2 separate regions of the Mus musculus genome follow, and region 1 is linked to region 2. A link is a contact called in public HiChIP or PLAC-seq data. All regions are on one chromosome and are shown on one strand. The core of a region is the stretch at or near the end of the contact, and the rest is flanking DNA. Distances in the headings are between cores, read along the strand shown. Region 1 has its middle 220 kb from the start of Gm36865. Region 2 has its middle 95 kb from the start of Gm39035.

Evidence for each region. HiChIP or PLAC-seq counts read pairs in DNA pulled down with a chosen protein or histone mark.
Region 1: an H3K27ac HiChIP or PLAC-seq map of the NIH/3T3 cell line shows a contact between it and region 2, with 5 times the contacts expected there. The contact joins two enhancer-like sites. A contact is called at or near these places in 1 of 15 datasets of contacts at CTCF or cohesin (the NIH/3T3 cell line) and 1 of 115 datasets of contacts at active chromatin or transcription factors (the NIH/3T3 cell line).

The regions. Positions count from the first base shown.
Region 1 is chr7:72,605,631-72,611,645 of GRCm38.p6, forward strand. No RefSeq gene overlaps it. Among named protein-coding and RNA genes, the nearest start is that of Gm36865, 220 kb to the right of the region's middle. Within about 2 kb of position 4,356, at least 5 of the 459 cell types and tissues checked have an H3K27ac peak or open chromatin away from gene starts, as enhancers often do. A contact at or near this core is called in the NIH/3T3 cell line, where this site is marked.
Region 2 is chr7:72,398,265-72,404,920 of GRCm38.p6, forward strand. No RefSeq gene overlaps it. Among named protein-coding and RNA genes, the nearest start is that of Gm39035, 95 kb to the left of the region's middle. Within about 2 kb of position 3,232, at least 4 of the 459 cell types and tissues checked have an H3K27ac peak or open chromatin away from gene starts, as enhancers often do. A contact at or near this core is called in the NIH/3T3 cell line, where this site is marked.

The DNA of each region.
Region 1 (6,015 bases), core at 3,106-5,605, 210 kb after region 2:
ACTGTTTAGCTCCTGAGTAAATGGCATAGAGACATCAGATTTATTAACAAGCTGCTGACTCTATATTGGGCAGGCTCTGAGCTATTCTAACCTGACGAGTCTCTTAATAACCAGATAAATGCCCCATAACTTGCCAGTTGAGTCTTTCTCTGTTCCATGTGTGTCCTCAGGGAGAGCTTCTCTTGGCCATGTGCTCATGGCGCATCATGCCTCGTGGTAGCCTCCTTCTTCTCCTTTCCTTTATCCTTCTCTCCCTTTGTGGTCCATACATGAGATCCCTTCACTTGATCCTAAGCTCCGCCTTCCTCTCTTGCCTGCCCAGTCACAGGTTCTAGCATCTTATTTACCAATCAGGGATCATTGGGGAGCATTCCTTACAGCACATTAGTCAATACAATGCCCATGTCCAGATTGCAACCTGAGCTTGTGGTACAGAACTCAGCACCTGAATAATACACAGTGCACATAACCAACCTCAACACTTATGTGAGCTCTCTCTCTCTCTCTCTCTCTCTCTCTCTCTCTCTCACAAACACAAACACAAACACAAACACAAACACAAACACACATACACACAAAAATGTATGTATTTTTTAAGATAGAATCTGTCACTCTTTATGTGCATAACTTTTATCAGGTTTTGGTAAAAATGAATTATTTGTTCATGAGAAATTCTTGGAAACAGACATCCTCATCTGTGCTGTTGAATAGCAGCACAACTACCTTCCCTTTAAAGACTGGCATGGCTTTCCCTCCATGCCCCTCTCCATGTTCCTTCTGAGGATATAGACTTCACATGTGTGTGGTCCTTCCTACAGCAAATCTTGGGGATTTTACCTAAAGGATCTGTTTCATTGCAAGCCCACTGGCTTCTGTAGTGCAGCACGATGTTTGATTTTGTTTTTAATTCCTGTGCACCTTCACCCCCTCCTCTGCACTTTTTCTTCATCTGTGCTGTTTTTCTATTGGTTGTTTAGTGATCGACATCAGAATCCCAGCTTACTCAGGGCATACCCTCTATTTCCCTGAGTGGCTGATATCTAACATCTTAATTCCTTACTGTGTCACTGATGGTCTGAGACAAGCCCATGTTGTCCTTTCCATCCTTCTTGATTTGAATGGGAAGCTGTAGCATCTGGCATGAGACTCCCAGGCTGCATGAGCTCCACATCTCAGTCACTTTCCATGCACTGGTTAGATGGTCATCATTTTTTAGGTAACTTAAGGTTATGTAGCATGTGTTTTAGTACCAAGCTCATATGAAGAAATAATTTATTAGTATCCACCCAGGTAGAGAATTTGTCTCCTATTGTTAGTGAGAAGGTTTTATTGACATGCCATGACATAATGCTGATCTTTTGTCGGTTGTGATTTACAGTGGTGTACTTGTGACTTAATGTACAGCTACTATTTTATATGACTCATGGGCAAACACGTCTTTCTTATTGAATAGTCTTCAATAAAACTTCAACCAGATCTGCTCACAGATAGCAACTTTTTAAAGTTGCTTTGTAAAGTAGACAACTATATTCATTTATTAAGTTGTTTGAGTTTTTTTTTCCTTCCTTTCATATTTCTTTCTCCTTTCTTCCCCTTCTCTTTCTTCCTTCCACATTTCCTCCTTCTCCTTTCTCCCTTTTCTTCCTCCTCCTATTCCTCCTTCCTCTTCCACTTCTTTTTACTCCCCTTCTTCTTACTTCTTCTTCCTCTTCTTCTCCCTTCTTCCTCTTCCTCCTCCTTCTTCCTCCTCATTCTTCTTCCTCATCCTCCTAGCTCCCCCTCCTTCTGCCTCCTCTTCCTTTTCCTACCCATACTCCTTCCTCTTACACTTCTTTTTCTCTTCCATCCTTCTTACTTCTCCTTCCTCCTCCTCCCCCTCCTTCCTCCTCTTCCTTTTTCTTTCTTCTTTTCTTCTGCTCCTCCTTCTTTTTCTGACAAGCTGGCCTCAGTCCTACTGTGTACTAAATGCAGACCTGGAGTTTCCTTCTAGCCACTCCACTGTTGGAATACGAGGTACATATGACCACAGCCAGGGTTTGTAGGTGTGGTACATTTTTGCTTACATTTGTCTACTTTAGAATAGCAGAAGAAGATAACATCAACTCGATAGTGCTTCTGTTTCTCTAGATAATAACAAGTAGTTGCTAGCTGTGAGCAGCAATGCCTTCTTGTCGGTCTCTGTGATTTTAGGGATAATAGTTCCTTCATTTGTGCTCCATTCACATCTTGGCTTCCCTGACACTCTCTGTCAGTGATGAAGACAGGATGTGTCACACTGTAATGACTGTTGATGCAGGGGTGAACTCACTGTGTTCTAGTTTCTGTCAAGCCTTTGACATAATCAAGGATGTAGACACATTCTATTCTTTCACTAGGCATATTCCTCTTTCCTGGTCATAAAATCCAGTGGGTTAGCTACTTCCAAGTCTTTACTCTCTTTTTTCAGCCTTTTTTTTTTTTTTGTCCCCGAGACAGGGTTTCTCTGTATAGCCCTGGCTGTCCTGGAACTCACTTTGTAGACCAGGCTGGCCTTGAACTCAGAAATCCGCCTGCCTCTGCCTCCTGAGTGCTGGTATTAAAGGCATGCGCCACCACACCCGGCTTTTCTTCAGCCTTTTATTGGATCATTCAAATTAATTTTTTATCATTTTCATGAAAAAAGGAACATTTTCTGAGATACTTTTTATGCTCAAAATTGTCTGTGTGCCTGAGGATATGGCTCCATAGGCAAAATGCTTCCCTGGAAAGCATAAGATAAGGACCCAAGTTCTAGGATTTCTAGGAGTTCTAGGATTCTCTAGAACTCATGTGTAAAGCCTTGGGTGGCTTCTGTATCTACAGCACTAGAGTGGCCCAGACAAATAACTTTCTGCCCAGCCTCCGAATCAATGATCTTCATGTTTAGTGAGATGCCCTGTCTCAAAAGGTAATAGGGCAGAGTAATTGAGTGAAGACATCCCATGTCAACCTCAGGTCTCCCTATGGCTACACACTCATGTGCATGAATAGGACATAGAGACTGACTCACACAACCACACTACAAAGCAACACCACACAGAGGGAGGGAGGGAGGGAGGGAGGGAGAGAAGGAGGGAGGGAGGGAGGAAGAGAGGGAGGAAGAGAGGGAGGAAGAGAGGGAGGAAGGGAGGAAGGGAGGGAGGGAGGGAGAGAAGGAGGGAGGGAGGAAGAGAGGGAGGGAGAGAAGGAGGGAAAGATAGATAGATAGATAGATAGAGAGAGAGAGAGAGAGAGAGAGAGAACACACACACACACACACACACAGACACACTTTCTGTGAACTGTACAAATGCAATCATAGCTTGAGAAATTGTTGGCTTACATACTCGTCAAGGGTCCTATAGGATTTTCCCTTCTCAAGGGGCTGGATAGGAAAAACCAAATAAACACCTTGTGTTTATTTTCCCTTGCAGGTTACTTAATCTTTTTAAAAATGTTTATTTACTCTTTCAGGCATGAGTACAATGTTTTATCTTGTATCTACTGCCCATTTCCCCCTGCAATACCTGTAGACCCCAGAACACATTCATCTCCAATTCCTGCTCTCATTTTTTTCCATCTCTTGCCTTGTTTGTTCACCCAATCTTGTGTTTTATTGAGACCACTATTGTCACTGGAAATTAAAGCAGACTCTGAAGCTTCCATTTCATTAGCTATCACCTGACACATTTCATAGCCTTTCCTATTCGGGGTCATGGTTTGAGTGCTTGTTTTTTTATTGTGGTAGAAAATGTTTATGGTTAATATTTTTTATCAGGGGGTGGAGAGATGGTCAGTTGTTAAGAGGATGCTCTTTCAGGGGACCTGGGTTCAAATCCCAGAGTCTTCATGATGACTCAAAACTGTCTGTAACTCTAGTTCCAAGCATCTGACACCCTCTTCTAGTTTCCTTGGGTCCTGCATCCATGTGGTACACAGACACATTTAGGCAAACACTCATAAACATGAAAATAGATACTAAAAAAATACTTGTTCTATTAATAGCTTGTTCTGTTCTTCCTCAAGCAATATCAGAAACATTGAATAGTTTTGTAGATGTTATACAGTTAATCTAACACTTTCTAAACATTTTAAACACTTTTCTTTTTGTATTTGATTTCTCATTTCTGACCCCAGTGTCTTCATAATGACTTCTTCTGAGATTCTTATGTCCTTTCCCTTCGTCTTGGTTTTAGTGATGATGTCGTTACTTCATGAGCTTTTTCCTGAAGATTGTCAGTTCATATTTCATATTCTTAAGCTTAATGTTCTGTTTCCTGTTTCAAGTCTCTCACTCTGGCTTCATAGTCTTTCTCTTTAAGGTAATCAACTCCTTATGGTTTAAAATATTTGCATCATGTGGCCTAAGAGATGACTCAGCAGTTAAAAAGAAATGTTTGCTACTTTTCCAAAGGCCCCAACTTCAGTTCCCAACACCCTCATTGGGCAGCTCACAGTTTCTTGTAACCATAGCTTCAGGTGCCCTCTCTAGCTTCCTCAGGCACCTGCACATGTTTGCATGTGCGCAACATACACACATACATACACACATGCACACACACACACACATGGATGTGTGCATTTACAACAACATATAAACATATAAAAGTACATCAAATTAAAATTAAGATAGATCTTTGGTTTTGTATACATATATGTATACATACATGTATTACATACATGTATACAAACATGTATGTATACATACATGTTCCTTTGTCTGTGTTATTCTCTCTCTCTCTCTCTCTCTCTCTCTCTCTCTCTCTCTCTTCCTCTCTCTCTCATTGTCTTCCAGATGTTTAGTGAAGAGGAAGTTCTGCCATGCCCTTTGTAGTGGCTCCCACTTTGATTTTCCTGCCCTCCCCCTCCCAGATATTAAGTGATGACCAGTTAGCAGTTGATGATCTAGAAATGTATGGCAACAAGCCAGGATAAAGTACTGAAAAATTAATATATGTGCTAATAGATGTGTGTATATGTGAAACATTTAAGTTATGGCTTCTTAATTATCTACATCTAATATTTCATGAGGTATATTTAAATACAGAAGATTATCCAGTTCCTCTGGGATTTCTGAGAAGTGCATTGGATGAGATCTTTTCTGGTAGTTTCATGTATTTCTTTTTCCTTCATGATCTAATTTTGTAGAGACCAAATGAAGTTACATTCAGTCAACACAATCAGAAATTTTAGGACTTTAATAATAAAGAATCAAAATAAAGTTAAAAAATAAGTGGCCTTTTTGGGGCCTGGTATCCTGTAGTTTAATGTTTGCTTGTTGGCGTCACTTTATTTCTTTAAGAGAATGTGTTAGAAGACTGAGTCCAAATCGTTTATGCTGGGCATGCCACACTTCACCACACTGCTAATTAGCTCAAATACTCTAAGACATGAGATCATTACTTTCTCTTGGTAGCAACTGAGAGGTTCTTTGTGTTGGAGAAAAAGGCCAGGTGTTAGACTTCAAATAGGAATTACCACCTAGGTGTCTAGCCCATTAACAACAAAACAGTTACAGTGCCAATCCAAGAAGAGGAAAGGGTGTGCTCTTCTTTGCTGCCCCCTTGAATGTTGTTCACAAAAATGTACTAGTAAATAAATTCTCTTGTGATTTTAAAATGACCCCACAAATACTCACATACAATAAAACAAGCATTCTCTTACTTGACTTCTAGGGTTCTGAAATCTTGGAGCAGTTTTTCTGGGTGGTTCTGGATCTGTACTTCTCGTGGGGTTTTGTTCAAGCTGCTTCTAGGAGTGCAGGCATCTGAGGGCACCTAAATCTGAAGCATCAGTCTAGAGGGCTACCCACGTGGCTAACAAGAGACCTCGGTTCGCAGTGCATGGGTATCCCCACAGGACTGCTGGCAATAAGGCAGCTGGGATTGTGAGAGAGAAATGGGTTGGGGAGGGAAGGGAGAATAGGATTCTTACAACCTAACCAGAGAAATGTAATACTAGTAGTTCTGCATATTTTATTATCTATATAGACCACCAATAATATAAACATGGAATATC
Region 2 (6,656 bases), core at 1,982-4,481:
GCTAATACTGCCCAAAACTCCTGTGTGAGCTCAAATTCATTTTCCTTGCTCCACCATCAGAAAACTTTTATTGAAGAAATACGGCCAAGGAGGAAGAGATAAAGACAGCAGGCAACAATATATGTATATGTACATGTATGTATACATGCACACACACACACACACACACACACACACACACACACACACACGAAGAGGCAGAAAAATCAAAAGGCACTTTATTGTTTCCTGACTCCATCCTGATGTACGTTTGTCACAACCCACACTCTAAGAAGCTGTGGTATAGAGTAATGGTTGAGCTGAGTGAATCCGGCCTTGAAGCCTTGCTCTGCTGCTTACAAGCTGTGAATACTTAAACGAGTTTCCTAACCTTTGTAAACCCTACTTCTTCACCCATGAACTATGACCCCAACAGGCGCTACCACAAAGAATAGTCAAGTTCCTTAGGGTCATCTATATCTGGCATAGGCTCATTCTCAAGTAGTAAAGGAAGTTGGGTGGTGGTTCTGACTACTGTGTGATATTTGAGCAGTTGATGTGGAGTCTGCTAGTGCCAACAGGGCGCCAAGATCACATTGGTTTCAGACCTTCATTTTAAACAAGATAAAATGAGGCTTAAGGAAGCACACTCTCAACATCCGAATGCTGTCCTTTCAATGGAGAATTCATTCCGTTAACAGTCCAGCCCATCTAGAAAAATAAAATACTTTCTGAGCATTGCTTTGAAAATCGTTATTGCTGGTGCTTAGACATCTGTGTTCTTGATATATTTCCTTCAGTGGCTACTGCAGACTTTCTCTTCTCATTGCGCCCCCCCCCGCCCCCTACAGCTAGCATGCAGTTGGGGTTCATGCCAGAGACTACTTACCATTATACCCTTCTCATAAACCATGTTGTGCTGGCTGTAGTCTTTATATTTTCTCCCTTTGTCTCTCCAGTTTTTCCATATTTCCCATTTCTTCTGGAGACAATGGAATCAAAAGCAGGGGCAAGGAATGAAAGCCTGGGTAGTGGCTGTGTGGTGTAGTAAAGCAGAGACACAAGCACACTCTGCAGTTTTCTCTCCCTTATACTTCCCAGCACTAATACCAACTCTTGCTAACCTGGAATCCCCTTTGTGTTCTGACAAACCTTCCTCCTCTTCGTTGATGTGATTGTTACTATTAATTGTCTACTTGATATATTCTAGGATCACCTGGGAAGAGTCTCAATGAGAGATTGGCTACATTGGACTTGTCTGTGGGGATTGTTTTAATTCATGTGGGAAGTCCCAGTCCATTGTGGGTAACACCATTCCCTAGGCATGGTGCTCACTAAACCATCAGAAGAGATCTTTAGAATGCAGACTACAAGGATCCTAGAAAAGACACACTGAATTAAAATTTCTGAGATAGGAACCAAAACCCAAAACCAACCAAAACAACAACAAAACCCTCAGATCTCTATCAAGATATTATCTAGTTTTGTTTTTGTTTTTGTTTTGTTTTGTTTTTGTGTGTGTGTGGGGGGGGGGGGAGGACAGGGTTTGTCTGTATAGGCCTGGCTGTCCTGGAACTCCTTCTGTAAGCCAGGTTGCCCTCAAACTCAGAAATCCACACGCCTCTGCCTCCCAGATGCTGGGATTAAAGGCATGTGCCACCACTGTCCAGAATTATCTAGTTTTGATGGGACCAACAGGAAACATTTGGGAATCGCCAACCCAAACCATCTGAATTGGGGACTTTCTCAGTCTCTTCTCCCCCAACATAATTGTTCCTCAACTTCCTGGTGTAAACATCTGCATTATCTCCTAGAACCAAGATTCTAGGCATTAGCCAGGTGATTCCACAGCTATCCACAATTAGTAAGCCACAGTTTACAGTCATGCACACAATTTGGTGTGAATATTTATAAGTATTTAGATTTGGGGCTTTTGAATGTTTCCATAGCATGTCATGCAGTCCCAGAATTTCCCAGAAGATGGCATGATGACTTCATGTAATGATAAAGGAGCTGCTTCATGATTTGGCCACAGGGTGGGAGCATTGTACAGTGTTTAGCTGGCCACCATGATAATTTTTTTCTCTCTTATTTTTTTGGTAATAGATATTATTATAATTATTATTAGATGTTTTCTTCCTTTACATTTCAAATGCTACACCCTTTCCTAGTTTCCTCTCTGAAAATTCTCTATACCCTCACCCCTCCCCCTGCTTCCCAACCCACCCAATCCCACTTCCTGGCCCTCTCATTCCCCTATACTGGGGTATAAAAATCTTCGCAAGACCAAGGGCCTCTCCTCCCATTGATGGCCCACTAGGCCATCCTCTGCTACATATGAAACTAGAGACATGAACTCTGGGGGTACTGGTTAGTTCATATTGTTTTATAGGAGGAACACCATTGTATTTCTACAACAGGGGAGCCTTTAGACTTTGGTTAATTTTAACAGACTTTATTATCTCAGTTTTCTAATGGCGACTCCTGAAGAGACCCTATGAGGTCTTTGGTGTCTCAGAAAGATCTATACCTCCCGATTCATGGGTACATCAAGTGTGCTCAGACATGATTTAGACTTGCTTTCCCGCAAATGAAAATTGCTGATAGACAGGTAGAATGGCACAAAGCATTCTTCTCAATTTTTAGCGACTCAAAGTGACAACAATTGAAGGCATTGAAGGGATGTGTGTCTTTGGGGCTGTATTTGTGGGACACACCATCAAAGTGTGGCAAAACCCATTCCCTGGGACGTTGGCCAATAGGAGAGGGAGAGAAAAGACAGGGGTTGGTGTCAGTTTTGTAAAGCAAATGGGCCAAACTCCCCTTTGGAGAGCAGGGATTCAACCCTAACAAAGTCTGTGTTTTTAAGAAGACCCCCAATCTCTTGATGGAGGATCCCAATATTTCAATATTGGCAACTATCTCAAATAGTGCACAGCAAGACAAACAAAGCACAACTCTAAAAAACAATTTAATATTTGCCTGGCAATTAATATTTCCTGGGTTTCCAGGTCAGAAAGGCTGGAAGAAACCAGAAGAGGATGACTGGGGTCCAAACTGCAACACCATACCTTGAATTTTCTGTTGTGAAAATTATATTGGGATAATCTCCACAGGTTTGTATAGGAGTATTCTTTTATCACTGCAGTCCCCACAAGAAGCAGCGACGGTAGGAATTTTAAACTAACTTCAGAGCAACTCCTTAGATTATTTGTCTTGGCTTCAGTAGCAGAACAATCTTGCTTCTACTCCTGTCGCTGAAATATTTTCATGAATAATTGGCATAATATCTCCATGTGACTCATGCAATTTTGTCTATACTGGAAATGTATCATTTATTTTTTTCGTGATTTTGAAAATGACACATGTCACTTTGGGGCAGAAGGAGGGTAACCTCTAACACCATATAAACACTCCATAAACTTTAAAGTTATCTTCCTATAAAGCCACCCTGCCACCCACCATGGTCAGACTTTTGTGTATTTCTGCTGTACAACTTAAAACATAAGGACACGGGATAAATGTACAACATGAGCATCCACAGCCTCTTTTTAAAAGGTTAGTAACACTAACTTGCAATCTACTCTTTCAGCCCTAGACATCATTTGATAAATTCATTATGATCCTGATTGTATTCTTCTTGGAAGATCATCAATAGACCAAAGGTGTATTCAGAGGATATCCCCACCATTTACCAGTACTGTCACTTAGCATTCTAATCTTGTTCTTATCTTTAATGGAACCCCTTTTTTTCATAAATAAACTTAAGGGTGGGTTTGGTAATCCACACATTAATTGTTTTTTTTTTTTAAGATTTATTTTAGTTTTGTTCATCTGTGTTTGGGTATACTCATGTGAGTGAAGCTGACATTGCAGGTAGTTGTGAGGCACCTGGTGTAGATGCCAGGAACTGAACTCTGGAAAACAGTATTCTGGAATTCTGGAAACCAGTTAAGTGCTCTTTACCACTGAGCCATTTCTCCAGTGCCACTGAGTCTCTGTTTTGTTTGGAACCGTGTTCTACTCAGCAGCCATGGCTATAATGGCATTCATTATATAGCCCATGCTGGTCTTGAAATCACAGCAGTCTTCCTCCCTCCCTCCCTCCCTCCCTCCCTCCCTCCCTTCCTTCCTTCCTTCCTTCCTTCCCCAAAGGCTGGCATTACAGGGGTGAGCTGCCGTGACTAACTTAATCAGAAAGTTAATTAAGGCAAAATTCCTTGAGGTATTCTCTTCAAGAATCATATTTAGGTTTATGTTCTTCAGATGTTTTTGTGGATACCTGGGATTCACTGTGTAGCATAGACTGGTCTTGAGCTCACGATTGCTCTCTTCTTCAGTATCTCAGATGTTAAGATTATCATCCTGGCTATATGTGATATTTTAAACAAACTGAAGATGTATTCTGATGTATTCATTGAAATAAAAATACTTTCTTTTACATTACTAACAGACATCAAAACACCAGCAGGAAAGCTGATGAGTTTTCTGACTTTTTACAAGTCTAAATGTGGTGAGTTATTTTACTGCATTTCCTCCTCAGGGTGGACCCTGCGCCTTTGTGCAGGCTTCTCGCCATCCTTTCTTGAGATGGTCTACTCAGCTCTGCTTTGCAGGAAGGAGACTGACTCAAGCTTCTGTTTTCTTCACCTCATGTGCAGACATCTAAGGTTTGGCTTCCTCAGCAAGCTGGTCTTACAAACTTGCTTTCAGGTGCTTTTCTGTTTTAATCTGAAATACTTAAGAAGTATCAGTCTGGTTTTTAATTTGGTCATGTAGAAGAGATTTGTATCATTGGAGCAGTGCTTTTTAGGGTAGTACTTTTCTAAGTGATTTTCCCGTAGAAACAAGCTCCATTTGGGGGTATACTATAATCCCTTTGGATGTCTTAGATGTTTCTCATGCTCAAGATGAATATTAGATCAGAATGTCAGGAATATGGGCGTGCATAATTTTAGTTTGATTGTGTTTTGTTTTATACGCAAATATTTCTCACACACAAATTAAATTTGTAGTATCAGGATAGAGAAAACCTACTTAGATTTCCATTTCTTCTCTAATCAAAATTTTGTTTAGTTTTCATTTATGTGTGCGTGTGGGTGTGCGTGTGTGTGTGTTGGTGGATAATGTCCACATGAGTGCAGTACCCAAAGTTTCCCCTGGAACTAGAATTACAGGTAATTCGAAGTCCCTTGACATGGACCCTTGGAACTGAACTTGAGTCTCCTGTAAGAACAGTTTATGGTCTTACCCTCTGAGCCATCTCTCCGGCCTCCTCTGTCTCTTCCTCAATCAATTGTAATATCTGCATACGTGATCTAAAATCTATCCACATCATCTGTATTTACTTTCAGTTGCTCAGTTTTGTTTCCTACTTTTTTTCCCCTTGAGCGCTGCTGAATACACAGAGTATAGAGTTCATCTCTGTCATAGCTGTCTTTCCAAAGTTACGTTTATTAGTGACTGATCTGGTCCTAAAGACAGAACCACCTCTGGAATTCATTTTAACCCTTCCTGGAAGAAATTGAATTTATTATTGCATGCTGATCCTTCCTACAAATCCTCTTATTCCTTCCCTATATCTATTTCTTTCTCTTTTTGTTACAGAGTAGGCTATTTAGTTCATTTATCTTTTTATTTTCTTATGTAGTATATAAATAGTTAATATATATAATATATTTGTATTCTACACATATATGTATATGCATTATTAAGATCTGCTGTGGCTATTCCACTATTAAATGTTTCTCCTTTTATTCATGCTGCCAACTTTGTTCCAGTCACATTTTTATCACTTTATACATTAAAATCAATGTTCAGTGTATTTGTATTATATATGTCCTTTGTCAGCATAAATAACTTTTATTTTCTATCCTCACATAGCAATAAAAATAAATGCCTTTGTTCTTCTATTTATTTGGTTTTTAAACATTTAATTCAAATGTTTGCTTACTGGCATGTTTCAATATTTCTTATTCCTTATCATTCACTAGTCTCTTGTATGTCTTAAATAGTTTAGTTTGAATTATAAAAACAAACTGAATAAAATTTAAAAGATGTATCTTTAGGTTTCAATTTAGTAGGTATTTTTCATCTAAATAAAAAGGGACATATGGTAGAGATAGCAATTCATTAATATAGCTGAAAGATGAGATTGGAGGTTAAACATCTCATTTTAAACTGCTCACTGGGCATGATGCCTCACACATGTAATCTTCACACACAGGATGCTGAGACAGAAGAATCATACTTAAGGCCAGCCTAAACTGTACAGCAAGTCCCTGTTTCAAATATCTGGTGGCTGGTTATTTTCCTCTGTGGTAAAGTACTTGGCTAGCATATGCAAGGCTATGATGTTAAGCCTGAGCTCTACAAAATGATTCAATAATGAATAAATAATAAATAAACAAAATTTAAAACGCTCCCACATGTAGCTTCAAGTTACCTTGTATTAATTTGTTACAAATCTATATGATGACCATTCCCCTGCCTCAGCCCTGGAAACAGAAGACAAATAATATAGCCCTGTGTTCTCTGGATATTAGTTCCTTAAATAAAATATCACAATGGTGAATCTATTGACTGAACTTAAAATATAGACCTGCTTCAATATTGTACAAAAATTTTCATATTTTTTTGTTTTGGGAAGTCTTTCCTATCCATTCTGACTCATAATA